Linked DNA regions of Mus musculus: region 1 is linked to region 2. A link is a contact called in public HiChIP or PLAC-seq data. All regions are on one chromosome and are shown on one strand. Each heading gives the region's core, a stretch centred on a gene start, on an enhancer-like site or on the middle of the called end of the contact. The rest is flanking DNA. Distances are from core to core; before and after follow the strand shown. Region 1 has its middle 33 kb from the start of 4930431P22Rik. Region 2 has its middle 59 kb from the start of Serp2.

What was found. HiChIP or PLAC-seq counts read pairs in DNA pulled down with a chosen protein or histone mark.
Region 1: an H3K27ac HiChIP or PLAC-seq map of extraembryonic endoderm stem cells shows a contact between it and region 2. The contact joins two enhancer-like sites. A contact is called at or near these places in 21 of 484 Hi-C or Micro-C datasets (the 63-12 cell line, the AtT-20 cell line, B cells and 12 more) and 7 of 115 datasets of contacts at active chromatin or transcription factors (cardiomyocytes, differentiating embryonic stem cells, embryonic stem cells and 2 more).

What each region holds. Positions count from the first base shown.
Region 1 is chr14:76,723,476-76,730,317 of GRCm38.p6, forward strand. No RefSeq gene overlaps it. Among named protein-coding and RNA genes, the nearest start is that of 4930431P22Rik, 33 kb to the right of the region's middle. Within about 2 kb of position 1,621, at least 36 of the 459 cell types and tissues checked have an H3K27ac peak or open chromatin away from gene starts, as enhancers often do. A contact at or near this core is called in extraembryonic endoderm stem cells, where this site is marked.
Region 2 is chr14:76,611,830-76,619,488 of GRCm38.p6, forward strand. No RefSeq gene overlaps it. Among named protein-coding and RNA genes, the nearest start is that of Serp2, 59 kb to the left of the region's middle. Within about 2 kb of position 4,587, at least 52 of the 459 cell types and tissues checked have an H3K27ac peak or open chromatin away from gene starts, as enhancers often do. A contact at or near this core is called in extraembryonic endoderm stem cells, where this site is marked.

The sequences.
Region 1 (6,842 bases), core at 371-2,870, 110 kb after region 2:
AAAGAGATTCCTCTGATGTCATCAAGCTCACATGCACATGTCACATGTCACACGTATGTGTATGTGCACATCTAGGTCTCCTCAAGACAAATGGAGAAAAGGTACCAGCACAACATTCCTCGCATCCTATGGATTGTTAAAGAATGCTGTTTACCCACATTTCTCTGGTTTTTGTTTTTTCTTTTTTTCAATTCCACATGACAGTTATCACATTCCTCATCTGCATCAAAGTGAAGAAGTAAAAACCTCATGGTTAGGACAGTAGGCACAAGCCCTAAGGCAAGGGATTAACAGGAGTAGACTGCCTCCCCTGGGTCCACAAAGGAATGGTGACAGGTGTCAGAGCCAAGCATGGGGCGCCAGGGCCTCTGGGGCCCACAAAGCAATTAGTGACTTGCTCAGTGGCCGAGTTTCATGAATTTATCTCCTCTAGTCTTGCAAACCGACCATTCCTCTCTTCTGCTTGAGGGTGTCAGATGAGGCTGCTTGCTTAAGATCTTACAACAATCAGACTTTTCTTTGTTAAAAACAGTGACAAGGAAGGGTGGAGAGATGGCTTAGTGGGCAGCACACTTGCCGTGCAGATGTGAGGACATGAGTAAATCTCCAGAACCCAACTAGCAGCCTGGAGTGGTAGCTTAGCTTTAATTCTAGTTTCCCTAATGGAGAGATGGAAGGCAGGAACAGGAGAAACCCCGAAGTTCACAGGTCAGCTAGTTCAGAGTGGGACACCCTTTCTCAAACGATGTGAGGACTGCTACCAAGGTTTTCTCTGACCTTCATATTTTCTCCATGCCCGTGGTCTTGTGTGTGCGTGCGTGCACATGTGTGCACATACACACAGAGAGACAAAGAGACAGAGAGAGAGATAGAGACAGAGGGACAAAGAGAGATTTAATAAAAAGGAAATGTAAACATTTGTAGCATTGCCAAGTCTAAAATGAGCAAGAATCATAGCTTGTCCTGGAACAAATTTTACAGCATTCGAATAGTGAGTGGAACTGGGGGTGAGGGGGTGAGGGCCCAGCTGGGCCGACCAGAAGGATGGGATTCATGGTAGGCAGCCCTGTTAGACTCCTTTGACACTCGCCAAGCCAGTAAGGCTGAGAGCGCGATGTTCTCAGGCCCAGCCTTGACAATGGCATGCTTTATATCACTCCCAAAGCTGAGAATGGCTTTCCAGCCTGCAAAGGGGAGCTTTCTTCCGAACCTGAGAGATGGGAGGGCGATTTTGTGTCCATGTCCATGACCCCCCCCCCCTGCCCCAGCAGAACAGACTCAAATGGAAATGCCACCTGGCAAGGACATTCGCCTAAACAATCCACATTCTATTTGGGAGGAATGCCTGTCTTCTCAGGGTATGTTTGAGGCTCTGATGTCCCTCCTTCCCAATCACCATAATGAGATTGAAGCCATCCTCCACCCAAGGGCCTTAGGACCCGAGGACTTTCTCAGAAACTAACTAAAGCTCCACCCAAGCCAGCTGATATTTTTAGGCCCCGGGCTCCCGGATGCTTAGATGTTCTGTTTTCCTTCTGATTTTCTGGATCCTCTCAGCTCAGCAACAATAATGATTGCAAGTGACTGCAAAAATCTCTTGCACAGATCGAAATGATTCAGACAGCAATGGGTTCCCTGGGTCACCTTCCGGGATTAGCAAGATGCTTTAGCAAGCTCAGCTCTGGCCAAGGTTGTGTTCAAATGCTTACAGGAAACGGGAATCAACAAAAGGAGAGACGCCTGCCCACGTTGAATGTGCAGTCTCAGCCTGGTCTACAGAGTGAGTTCCAGGACAGCCAGGGCTATACAGAGAAACCCTGTCTCTAAAAACCAAACCAAACCAAACCAAACCAAACCAAACCAAACCAAACCAAACCAAAAAACAAAACCAAACAAAAGCGTGCAGTCTCAAGTGAGACAGGGGCACAGAGCCAGACTCATGGGCTTCAGGATAGACACAGCCTCCAAGGTATGAATCATGCAAGCCCGCTTCCAAGCCAATGGGTTGAACTCAAATCACATCTGCCAATATAAATTGTATTACAAGGCTGAGCAGGTTTCTCTGCTGGCAAACCACCACTCCTTTGCCTCTTCAGACAGTGAGGGAGTTATCTATCTTACAGCACAACGTGTTATTTCTACGGACAAATGTATGGATCTCCGTGGTTGTCAGCAAATCCCAGTGGCTCCCTGGTACCATCTTGCTGGAGGGACTGTCCCCACCTTCTCTCTATTGTATGATCCACTTTCTTAAGAGTTCCTGTGGAGATGAGAAGATGACTGTGGGTGGGAGGAGAGACTAGAAGAAGTCTTGGATGAAGAGAGTGCAAGGCAGGGGCCCCTCCAAAGGTCTTCTGGGAACAGTCCATGTTTAGAAAGGACCTTCTTAACTGTCATTAGTGATAGGGTCTTGGCAACTGTCTTTGGTGAGTTTCTTGGTCAATGGGGAGTTCTTGAAGTTTAGTTTCTTTATCTGGGTCATTGTTATTTTACAACAATAGTAAATGACATTTCCCCCAGGGGGGTGGCTGTTGAAGATAAGGACTGGGGACACAGGGTTCTCAGTCAAGTTACAGGCACTTAGTAAATGGAAACCTGGATCAGTTGGAGACAGCTGCACGTACAAGCGCACTGAAGGCACACTGTGTATATATAAGGAGAGGATTGTAGAGTTGGTTGCAGTTGGTTGTGCATGGGGAACTTTGGGGGCTACACATATGGCAATCCAGGTCAGCTCTGGGAAATTTCCTCTTAAATGAGACATCTTCCCAGGGGATGCCCTTGGCACGGCTGGGTTCCATGGGACTTCCTGATGGGTTGATTTTTGTCAGGGCTTCCTTGCAGGGCCTATGGAAGCTTCTGTTCCTGCTGGTAAGGGTGTGCTCAGCTCCCACTTGTCTAGGAGTCCAATGTAGCAAGGACAGACACAGGATGCTCAGTTACCTTCCCCATCTCGAATGAGTAATGAGTCACTTGGTTGTGTGTACCTGAGATTTTTATATATTACAAAATTCACTGGCATATGAAATTACGTTTAAATCTGTGCCCTGTGTTGTATGTGACAAGCCTCTTCCTGCCATGCCAGTGTCTATGGAGATTAAAGGGAAAACTCAGCAGGATGGTCCCCACTGCCATCTTGTGAAAGAGGAGTTAGCTATTGTTATGGTTTATATACACTGGCTTAGGGAGTGGATCTATTAGAAGGTGTGGCCCTGTTGGAGTAGGTGTGTCACTGTGGGTGGGGGTTTTAAGACCCTCATCCTAGCTGCCTAGAAGTCAGTATTCTGCTAGCAGCCTTCAGATGAAGATGTAGAACTCTTAGTTCCTCCTCCACCATGCCTGCCTGGATGTTGCCATATTTCCACTTTGATGATAATGGACTGAACCTCTGAACCTGTAAGCCAGCCCCAATAAAATGTTGTCCTTATAAGAGTTGTCTTGGTCATGGTGTCTGTTCACAGCAATAAAACCCTAACTAAGACAGCTATGTTCCGCACAGCTGGATCAACTCAGACAAGCCAACAAAGACCACACAAGGGTCCTGTGTGAAGATTTACTTTCAGGTCGACTCCTTAATGGCCTCTTGGGATCAGGGACATCAGGATTGCTACCCTGGACTGAGCCTCAAGGAAAGGAAAAGAAAAATGTGAAGATGTAAAAATAACGGCCACACTGAGATGGAGATGACAGTGGGAGAAACTTGAATAACTAATTTCTTAATCATATGTAGCAGAGAAAAAAGCCAATACTGCCTAAAATACTGGATACCATTCTAAATATACAAGTTAACTTTAGGCGCAGAGCCAATAAAAACACCTTAAAAAGAATTAAAGCTTCCAAACTCAAGAAATTACCAGTGGTATAAGAAAGTGTAAGGGCTATAGGTTATTCTTTACCCCTTAGAACAGAAAGGAAAGAAAATAGGGCCAGCGAGATGGCTCAGAGGGTAAAGGAGCTTGCTGCCAAACCTGACCACCTGAGTTGGATCCTAGAACACAAACATACGCTAAGAAAATAAACATTTTAAAAGATGGGTGCTTTATGAATGCTTAGAAAAATGCTTACAAACCAAACAAAATGAGAACAAGCAAAAAGACAAAATTTTTTGAAAACTTATAAAGATATCTACACATGTCAATTATATGGTTTTGATAGGTTTTAACATTTTATATATATTATATATATTATATATTATAAATTGTTGTTGTTGTTGTTTAGATCTGAAGTCAGTGACTGTTAGCCCAGGCCAGGAGGGCTTCGCTCTTGGCATGCGCATGCTGTGCTGTCCCCTCCCATCTGATGTCAGAGCCTGTCTGTGGCCTTTGTAGTCTCTGTAAGACTACAATGAAATGATATGTCGCCTCTGAGCTTTAGGTCATGCATGGCTCTGTGGGGGCTGGAGGGGCACTCTGCTGTAACAATGCTTACTGTTCTTCCAGAGGACCTGGCTTTGGTTCCTAGCATCCGTGTTGGGTGCTAACAGCTCCCTGTAGCTCCAGCTTTAGGGATCCAGTGCTCTCTCTTGTCTCTGTGGGTACTGCATTTATACACACAAAGCCACAACACACACACACACACACACACACACACACACACACACACACACACAGAGAGAGAGAGAGAGAGAGAGAGAGAGAGAGAGTTTTAAGATAAAAAGAAATGAAAAAGAAGACAGCATGGCTTTTATTTTGCACCCATGCTGTCTCTGTCTCTGTTGGGTTCCTCACTAAGGAGGAAATCAATTGTCACCTTGAACAGCTGATCCACGGGGCTGCCACATCAGATGCCCTCAATACCTATGTAGAGCCCTCCATCGTTACTAATTGCAAAATGAAGAACTTCACCCTTAGAGGACAAGTTACATAATGGGAGAAACTATTTACAAAACTCACATCTGAAAAATGACTGATATCTAAAGCCTCAAAACTGAACTGCATAGAACTTAAATGTTGTGTCAAAAACAAAACAAAACAAAACAAAACAAAAAACAAAACCAAAACCAAAAACAGACAAAAGAGACAGGAGGACATTGCCCCCAGAAGAATGTACAAAGGACAACGAACAATTATGAAGGTGTCCACATCAGCAGCCACTAGAGAAATGAGAATCAGGCACGCTGAGACATCACCTCTCCGTGTAGCAAAATAAACAAGAATCTCATGGCAACATCCATGGGTGAACTGATAAGCAAAGGAAGCTGCACTCAGGACACAAAACTGAGCTCCGTAGTAAACAGACAAAACTAAAGATTCAACCTCCATTAGTCTCCAGGACTACACAGAGTGGGGGAAAAAAAACCAAACCCCAAATTACATACCATGCAGTTTCATCTCCACAACATTGTCTTGAAATGACAAATGTACAGGAATTGAAGCCGGATTGGTGGTTTCCGTGGTCACCAATTTTGGGGAGAGAGGAGTTGAGAAGGTGTGGCTAGAGCAACAACCAGGGATCCCACCAGTAGCTTGGCTGTGACACAGTTTCACAGGATGTTGTCATCAGAGGAAACTGGGGAAAGGGTTATTTCTTACAAGTGCATGTAAATACAAAGGGTGGCTCTTTAAAGTTTAATCAAGATAGCCTGAATGCAGCTTTAAAACAGGTCGCTTCTGTGGGGGTGGACTGGGTGGGCGGGGTTTGGAGGTGTGCTCCTGTGTCACCCTGAGCTTGTGGCTGTTGGAGGACAACTTGGAGGAGTCGTTTTCTGTCCTTCCACCATGGGGACACCGGGGATGGAAATCAGAGCAGACCCCCACACTTGGTGGCCAATGCCTTCACCTGTCGAGCCATCTTGCTGGCCCTGTTTTATTTATCTATTTTTAATTAAAATGAAAAGGTGGACCTGGTAGCATATATGTATAATCTTGGCACTTGGGTGGTTTGAGGCTGGAGGATTGCTAGTTCTAGATCAGCCTGGGCTACACAAATAATAAACTCCTAACCTTGGGAAAAGTCTATTTAATATGTACTACAAAGGAGAAGCTATGATATAATCATTGAGAAAAGAACAGACAACTCAGTTGACGAAGGAGTAAAAGCTACTTATAATTCAGACTTAAACTAAAAAAAAAAAAAATGCAAATATCGATGTAGTGATGCTAATAGGAGTGTGGTTGTGTTCCTATCCTCAGTTTAGCATCTTACAAACAACACACCCTCAAAACGTGTTTGTTCATCAATAGGATAAATATCTTAACTTTCTCAAGGCGTCTTTCATGAGAAGTGATTGAGATGGAGGGCAATGAAGAAAACTCATGTTTATTAAGCATTGCCCCATTCCAGCCATGAACTCCACACTTTACATGATAGTAAATCAAACAAATGGAGGGCTCCTATTCTCCTCTACCTCCTCCTTTCTTTCACCCTAGGAATTGAACCTCACACATGCTAAGCAATTGTTCCACCAATGGCAGATCCTCAGGCCTCTTTGTGACTTTCTGAGACAGGGTCTCACTGACTATTCAGAACAGGCTTGAGCTCATGCTGCAGCCAGAGCAGGTCTCCAGTTTGTGGCTGTCCTTGCTTCTACCTCTGAAGAAGCTGGGATTGCACATTTGCCTCACCGGGCCTGGCTCACAATGTTTCTTACATTATGGGTTATTTTCTTCCTTCCTTCCTTCCTTCCTTCCTTCCTTCCTTCCTTCCTTCCTTCCTCCCTCCCTCCCTCCCTCCCTCCCTCCCTTCCTTCCTTCCTTTCTATCTTTTTCTTTCTTTTCTAGACAGGGTTTCTCTGTATAGCCCTGGCTGTCCTGGAACTCACTCTGTAGACCAGGCTGGCCTCGAACTCAGAAATCTGCCTGCCTCTGCCTCCTGAGTGCTGGGATTAAAGGCATGCACCACCA
Region 2 (7,659 bases), core at 3,337-5,836:
TGTCTGAGCCATCTCCCCCCAGCCCTTGGCACAGTATGCAACATACAGGTGTTAGAGGATGGAGAAGGGTCTCTCTCTCTCTGTCTGAGATGCTTCCAGAAGAGGGAAACTCTAGGACCAGTGATCTTGCTGAACGTGTTTTTCTTGGGACTGCAGAAGTCTGATTGTTTCCCAAAAGCACCGTGTTCATGGACACCAGAGAGACCACCGCCATGCTTTTCTTCTTATACCTGATTTGCCTGCATTTCTGTTTCCTCAACTGTGAAATGGTCAGTGCCTGACCAACGGAGGATGCCTAGTATTTATTAGTTGCACGCATCTTCAGTGTTCTTAGTGAAAGCACAGGCCTTTGTTCTCAGAGATGTAAACTGCAGTCTGCTTAGTTCCCTCTCCCTCCTGTCCTTAACCTTCGGTGAAAGGAATACAGGGTAATGAACAAGGTGCTGATGTGCTACAGATGTCAAGTGTTCTATTCCCGAACCTCTAGTCTTATCTGGAATCTTCCCCCCATTTCCTGTTAATACAGCTGTTAATAAAAATACAAACACCCAGAGATGTGGAGTCTCAGGGAGGTCAATTATTAAAATGAAAAAAATTTGAGTTTCATTGGAAATACATGATCTCATCCAGGTTTAAACTAAATGGTGTAATTTCTACTGCTCCTTGCCTCTGTTGGGTCTTTGTCACTGATTGTCTTGTAGGCTGTTTTATCCCTTTGCCTTCTCTGCATTATTATTAAGCTTTATTTATACTAAATGAAAAGACAATGGGGGCCTTTAAAATAATATTTTTATTCTTTAAAAGTTCCATGCCAGGCAGTGGTGGCACACACCTTTAATCCCAGCACTCCGGAGGCAGAGGCAGGTGGATTTCTGAGTTTGAGGCCAGCCTGGTCTACAGAGTGAGTTCCAGGACAGTCAGGGCTATACAGAGAAACCCTGTCTCGAAAAACCAAAACAACAAAAAAAAGTTCCATACATTTATGAAGTGTATGTTTATCTTATCCGCTCACTGCTACCTCCCTCCAATTTCTTCTACTTCCCCTAACTCCATCTCCCGAGTCCAGCTTCAAACCTTCTTTTCATCCTTAATTTTATTGTTATTAGTAACCGCTTAAGTTCAAATACCATTGCTTACCTAAGTGTGAGTGGGCAGCCTCCCACTGAGGCACGAGCAACAGACCAAGGGAGCCTCTACCTCAGCAGCCAGCGACTGCCAATGGCTCCTCTGATAGCAGCAGTAAGGCTTTGGGAAATTGCAAGATTCAAGCACCTAAACAAGTGTGGCTCTTTCCTCCCACAAAGGCAGAAAGCACACATATCAAGGGTATGTGTGTGTTTGTGCCCTGACCCACGTGTTCATGTGCTGGCTCCTTCGTGCCCATTGTGGCTGTATTTGTGCATGGAGCCTCTTTAGGAAATAATTAAGATGAACTGAATCTAACCCTATGGGATTTGTGTCCCTTTAAGAAGAGACACCAAAGAGTTTTTCCTCTTTCTACCGTGTGAGAGCACAGCAAGGCAGGTACCACGGGCTTATGGCGGTCAGGGAGTAAGATGCGATGGTCTGAATAAAAGCCGCTCTCTACAGGCTCATGTGTCTGAGCCCTTGGTCTCCTGCATTGGCTGTGCTGTTTGGGGGAGGTCTTAGAACCTTTAGGAGGTCCAGTCTTATTGGGGGAAACATGGGTTGGGGGCGGGCTTTAGGATTTATGCCTTTTTCCTATTTCCAGATTGTTCTCCCTGCTTTCTGCAGATGTGATGTCTTAGCCTCCTGTTCTGGCCACCTCTGCCATGTCTCCCCTGGGTGTACGGTCTCTCCCTCTGGAACAGTAACCCAAAATAGTCATTTTTCCATGAGTTGTTTTTGGTCATGGTGTTTATCACAGCAGCCTACACTGTTACGACATCCCAAGGTGGCTGATACAGTAGTTTCTTAGGTTCCTTCTCTGCGGCTAGTCCCCCGGGGAAAGTTTGTGCTAAGATCAGGCAGAGTTCTCCCTTGGGCTTTGTCTTCTCCTCTCATGTCTGCAACACAGCCATGTGACAAATGGATGGAGGTCATCGCTAGTTGACGTGAAAAGGGAGAAGCAAACTGCTTCCCAGAGCTGGTTTTCATGACTACAAGACAACTGCTTCCCTCATACAATCTTCCTCCCAGTTCTCAGCATCATGTTGATCCTACCACTGCTCTAGCTCCTTCTAAGTTATCAGGGGAAGTATGAATACGTTTCTTTGGTTGAGTGGACAAGTATTAACCCCGCTTGGCAGACTGAACCCTGCTGTGTTGTGTGTGTGTGTGTGTGTGTGTGTGTGTGTGTGTGTGTGTGTGTATGAGAGAGAGACAGAGAGACAGAGAGACCGAGAGACAAGCAGACGGTGACATGGTTCTTTGAGCCATCCTTTGGTCAAATGCCAGAGCAGTGTTCTCTGTTAGTTTTCTGTCCATTTCCTGCTTAATTCTCCCCTCCAGCTCTTACCTATTTATCACAGCCAGAAATCATTGAAAAGGTAGTAAAAACTATTTCATATTAAGCCAAATGAGTCCAACCTACAAGAATGTAGCAGCACAGTAATAAATCACTTGTGAATGTTGCTTGTTGAGAAGCAAAAATATTACACTTGCAATGTTTTAAAAGAAAAATATTACTAAAAATTCTTTCACCCAAATAGAATTGTCCTTACTTCTTGTTTTTTTTTTAAAGCAACTTCTATAGTTTCAAATCGTTGTAACCATAACACACATGTGCTTGCGAGTAATGATAGGCTATGAACATTCTTGAATTTAATAATCTCTATTTCAGTTGTTTGCTTTGGATTTCCAAAATGATAGTGGTTTGTTTGTTTAATTGGGTTTTATTTTGGCATTCCTAGATTTCAAAGCTAGTTTTCCAGAGAGGAGACTCGTACAGACTGTGAACTAATCTAGGCCACTATTACTGGGGCTAGCCCAGCCCTGTGCTCTCTCCTCCAGGACTCCAGGGAAGGGAAAAGGATGTTCCCACGTTGCATATTTAGGTGACCTTAGGGACACGCCCTGCTGATGTGATGTAATGAAACCTAGACTTCATTGGCAGGATTTAGTTGCATTGATTTATAAGCAAGTCCCAAGTTCATAGACTCATTCAGGGTCTTGCAGGGTAGACTTAACACTTCCATTCACTGTGTGGTGAGAGGGAAGACTGCGTGCCACAGCGGGATGTTTCTACAAAGCTGAGATCTGTAGGATTGCCAGGCCATGTTTCTTATGAAGACCAGTGATGCCCTGCCTTCCTCTCTTCAGTTTTCTTCTTACGAATGCTTTACCTGTACTGTTGTGAGATCCCCACAAAGCCCACACTAAAGGACTCCATACATTACCATCGACTTACCCTAAGACAACTGCCAAACCATTGCCCCAGCACGTGATATGCAGGCTGCTTTCGATTTAGGTAAAAGGGCATGGTTGTTTTTTAGGATTCCTGATCTACGCATTACACTGTTTGCACAGGTAGATGGGCGGATCTACAGTAGATCCTCGGTGTGTGCACAATTTTGGCGGAGCAATGAGAGGCGAGTGCTGTGCATGATAACAAATGTTTGCCACTGACCTGCCTTTGAGAGGTTTAACATTACTGGTTTTCAGGGCCGTGCTTGAACCGTGCCTTTGCTGAATACCGTTTATTTACTTAGGCTTCAAAATGGCCCTTCAAGGGGTGTTAATCAGCTCACTCCATCAGCTGGATTTCTTTGAGGAGGCAACCCTAAGTTTAGTCAGCAGTTTGAATCCCAGTAGTCTCATTTGCTGCTGGGTGACCTTGAATAGGTTTCTAAGCTCCTTGGCCTCAGTTTCTGTTCTGTGAAGGAAGGGACAGCAGAGTGTCTTACTGAGCAAAAACAACAAAATGATCCCATTAGCAGATCCGTGGCTCTGGCTTATCAGTTGCTGTTGCTGTTGTCTTCTTCTTCTGCCGTATCCTTTCTTCAATGACTACTCACTGTTCTCGTGCCCTTGGGCAGCACCCTGACCCCTCTTATCTCCACTGTTATTCAACCAGCCCCCACTTTACACAGCTGAGTCCCACAACCTCAAAATTCTGTTAGGAGTTCACACCCTCACCTCCCTAACTATTCAGCAAATTCCTAATCTTCCTTTAAAACAGAGCGCCTAAGGGTTTCTTTATCCTTCAAGTATCCTTTCCTCCGGCATCTCTGGGTGTGTCTGTATGGTGACATTCATTGCGCTATCTTCTATTGTCTATTTTCTGATAATTGGCCTCTAACAGAATCTGGGCCCTATGTGAATACAGATCTGTTTGGTTTGGTTTTACAGCTCCACTTGCAGTGTGGGTTTTGGGCATGTGGAAAGTTCTCTGATAAATATTTCTTAACCGGATGGATCTATATCTGTGTTACTCATCAGGCAAAGACTCAAATGGCCTGAAAAGTCACTTTACATGGCAAATATCTGCCACCATTGGGCTAGGTTAGGTTTCAGCAGCCCTGTGGGAGGAGGAGCTTATGTGGCCGTGGTCAACTTAGGAGGTGCACACTGTGGAATTCCCAAATCCGCAGACACACTCACCAGTCATGGTTCTGAATGACACCCTCACTTCAAAGGACAGAGTTGCTAGAGGCTACCGTGCTCAGCTGCACATGGAAAGCATGCTGGGGACAAGCCCCAGAGAGGAATCCCTAAATTATATGGGTGGTGGCTGCAACGGAGGAAGTGATTAATCTCCCACAAGGAGAGTTTTGAAAGTGATTGCATTGACTCTGATGATTAAATTGTGATGTAACTGTCTAAAAAAAAAAAAGAAAAGAAAAATAGATAGGTGTTTTAGCACATCACTAGGTTCAGGGATATGGGGTGTGCCTAGTGGGGGTGGGGCTTGGAATAGCTAAAAGTTGAATTCTATAGCAGACAGGAACTGGCTTGAGAGGTGAAAGGGATGCGACTTGAGCTAGCTAAACTCTTCTGTGGTAGGCAGGAGTCAGCGTGAGAGAAGGGGGACAGAAAGGGCTGGGGACTTCTTGCTCCAGGTCTCTTCCTTGCTAATCTACTAGGGTCTGACTTCCTAAAGATGTCTCCAGAACCTGTCCAAAATGATACCAGCAGTTGCGGATGAAGACACTAACCCACGAGCCTGGGACGGTGAGGTGCTGTGGACAGCAGAGGAAAACTTCTAAAGACATACAACAGCTGGGAACCCTTCAATTCTCAGCAGCCAGGAAAGGGGCGCACTATGTAGTAACACCTCTGGCAGAATACCTCTGCACATGTATGGGTCCAGTAAATGTCTTCTCTTGGTGCCTACCCGTGCCTGGATCCTTGGTCCTTTGGAAGACGTGGTTCCCTCCAGTGAGCTGTCTTTAGCTTCCCCAGTATAGGGGGAGCCCTCTACTTAAATAGTGCAGACACTTTATCTTTATCCTACCTGATGGGAGCCAGATTTCATTTCCATTTGTTTCCTGTTGCACCAAGTGTGGTAGCTAGTTCATAGGGGTTCATCGTATACTGAATGTTCAAAGATGCTTCAGCCCAAAGGCAAAAGGCTTTAGCTGCAGATCCATGTATCTTGTGTATTGCCTGCCCAGCGCTCTTGGGTTATCGGACCCTCCCTAGCTTGGCAATGTCCTTTGGGATTGTTTTTTCTCCGATAATGAAGATAACCTTTTCTGTGTCGCTTTGTGTGCTTCTAGCACAGGTTCCCCCAGTAAAATAATTGTAGCAATTCCATCCAGGAGGCTTTGAGCTGTCCAGTGTCCAACTTCCCAGATCAGTGTCGGGCCTGCGAATTTAGGCCTTGAGTGATGTATTTGACGTGCTTATGAATACGTGCATCTGCTGTGCTGTGGCCTGCAGCCAGGCTGCAATTCCGAGCCTGCCTTCTGGACTGTGTTTTTTGAGAAGCCCCGCTTAGGAAAGCTTGCCAATGGTTCACAGTAGAGCCGAGTAGCAAGACACCGAGGAACTTGCTTCGTGGAATCTTCTTTTGTCCTTAAAAGTGCCTGGAGATTGTCTCTGCTAACACACTGAAGGATATGTGTGTGTGTGTGTGTGTGTGTGTGTGTGTGTGTGTGTGTGTCACACACCAGGCTATCAAGGGCTTGAAAAGGCTGTTTTGCACTGTGGACTGTGACTTGCAAGCCTTGGCTTGTGGGTGTTTGGGACCAGAGCAAAGAGTGGTGGGGTCAGAAAGGAGTTTGTCTTCTGGCCAAGGACAGCATTTTTTTTTTTCTGTTCTTTTGAAAGAGTTATCTAGGACAGCATGTGCTATACCATGCTCAGCCACCTGATATGTCCTAGGCTGGTTGGATTCATGCCTGACCCTGTGTATTTTAATCAAGCCTGATTCCCTTGAAAAGGTTCCTGGTGGATGGGGAGATGGGCATCTCAAAGCCCCTGTTGCTGATGTGGCAACAGTGAGTTTTTATAGTCAATACCTGAGATGGGCCGAGGGTCCCACCATGTGACTTACTGAAATGAGTTTTAGAACAATAGTTAATTCTGATGCTTTCTCCCCGTGAGGGTCTGCACTCAGGTGTTTTCTTTGAGCTAAGCTACTTGCTGGCCAGAGACAACCAGATAGGTAACCTGGGTGCCCATTTGAGACCAGTGCTATCCGTGATGTTGGATGTAAGTCTGGACATGCTGAGCAGGACATGGTCAAGGCCTTTTCTGAGCAGTTGATGCCAGGTTCTTCCCTGACACTTCATTCCGGTTCATACAAGATGCAATCAGCCAGCAGCCAGAGTCTGCCCACAGCACCCGGCTTGTTTCTCCTTTGCCCTTTGCTTCTTGTTCTCTGCAGGGGTCTCCAACCCTCTGGTTGTCTGCGGTCTAAGTAAACCAAGGCACTGTTTGTGATTACTTCATTTTCTGAAAATTCCCATTTTGGCTCGGTCTGCATTTCTTGATTTACGCTCGTTAATTTCATCTGACTTGGCTAGCTCGTGTTCCCTTGGACATATGATCTTTATGAATAAAACATTCAAGGGCCAAATGTTTTTCTGTGAGGACTCCATGGGACACCACTGAGAGCTGACCTGGAGCATTGGAGCAGGGTCGGGCGGTGCCTCTCCCTCGGCCTGAGGACCAGGAAACAGCTGTGGTGTCCTGGGGAAAACCTCAGATCTAGACTTGCTTTAGAGTGTTTCTCCAATTAGTTAGATCCTCAACCACGCACACAGCTTTCCTGTCGTGTATGTGTGTGTGTGTGTGTGTGTGTGTGTGTGTGTGTGTGCGCGCAAGAGAGAGAAAGAGAGAAAGAGAGAGAGAGAGTGCACGTGTGTGTCAGATGGCATACTATGTACTGCTCACATTCATAATTTTGGTGTCTCTGTCTGATAGTGGATTACATAGCCCTGTCCCATGGTGCCAGGCATGGTCGTGTGAGTTTTGGCATCCCTCACTCTCGTGGAAAGATTGTATTCCTGCCCCAGTCACGTCAGACTTGGCTATGAGATTTGCTTGGGCTGGCAAAACGTGAGTACAGGGAATTGTGCCACCCTTGTTGAGGCACTTTAAAAGTCACAACATGGCCCCACTGTCTCTCTTTCTCTTTGTTGTTGAGTCTTAGAACAAAGGAGAGTTTTTTAGAAAGACTGTAGCCGAACCATGAGTATTGATAAGATGTCAACCTTTGCTGAGGTAACCGCTGAAATGTTCAGGTTGTCT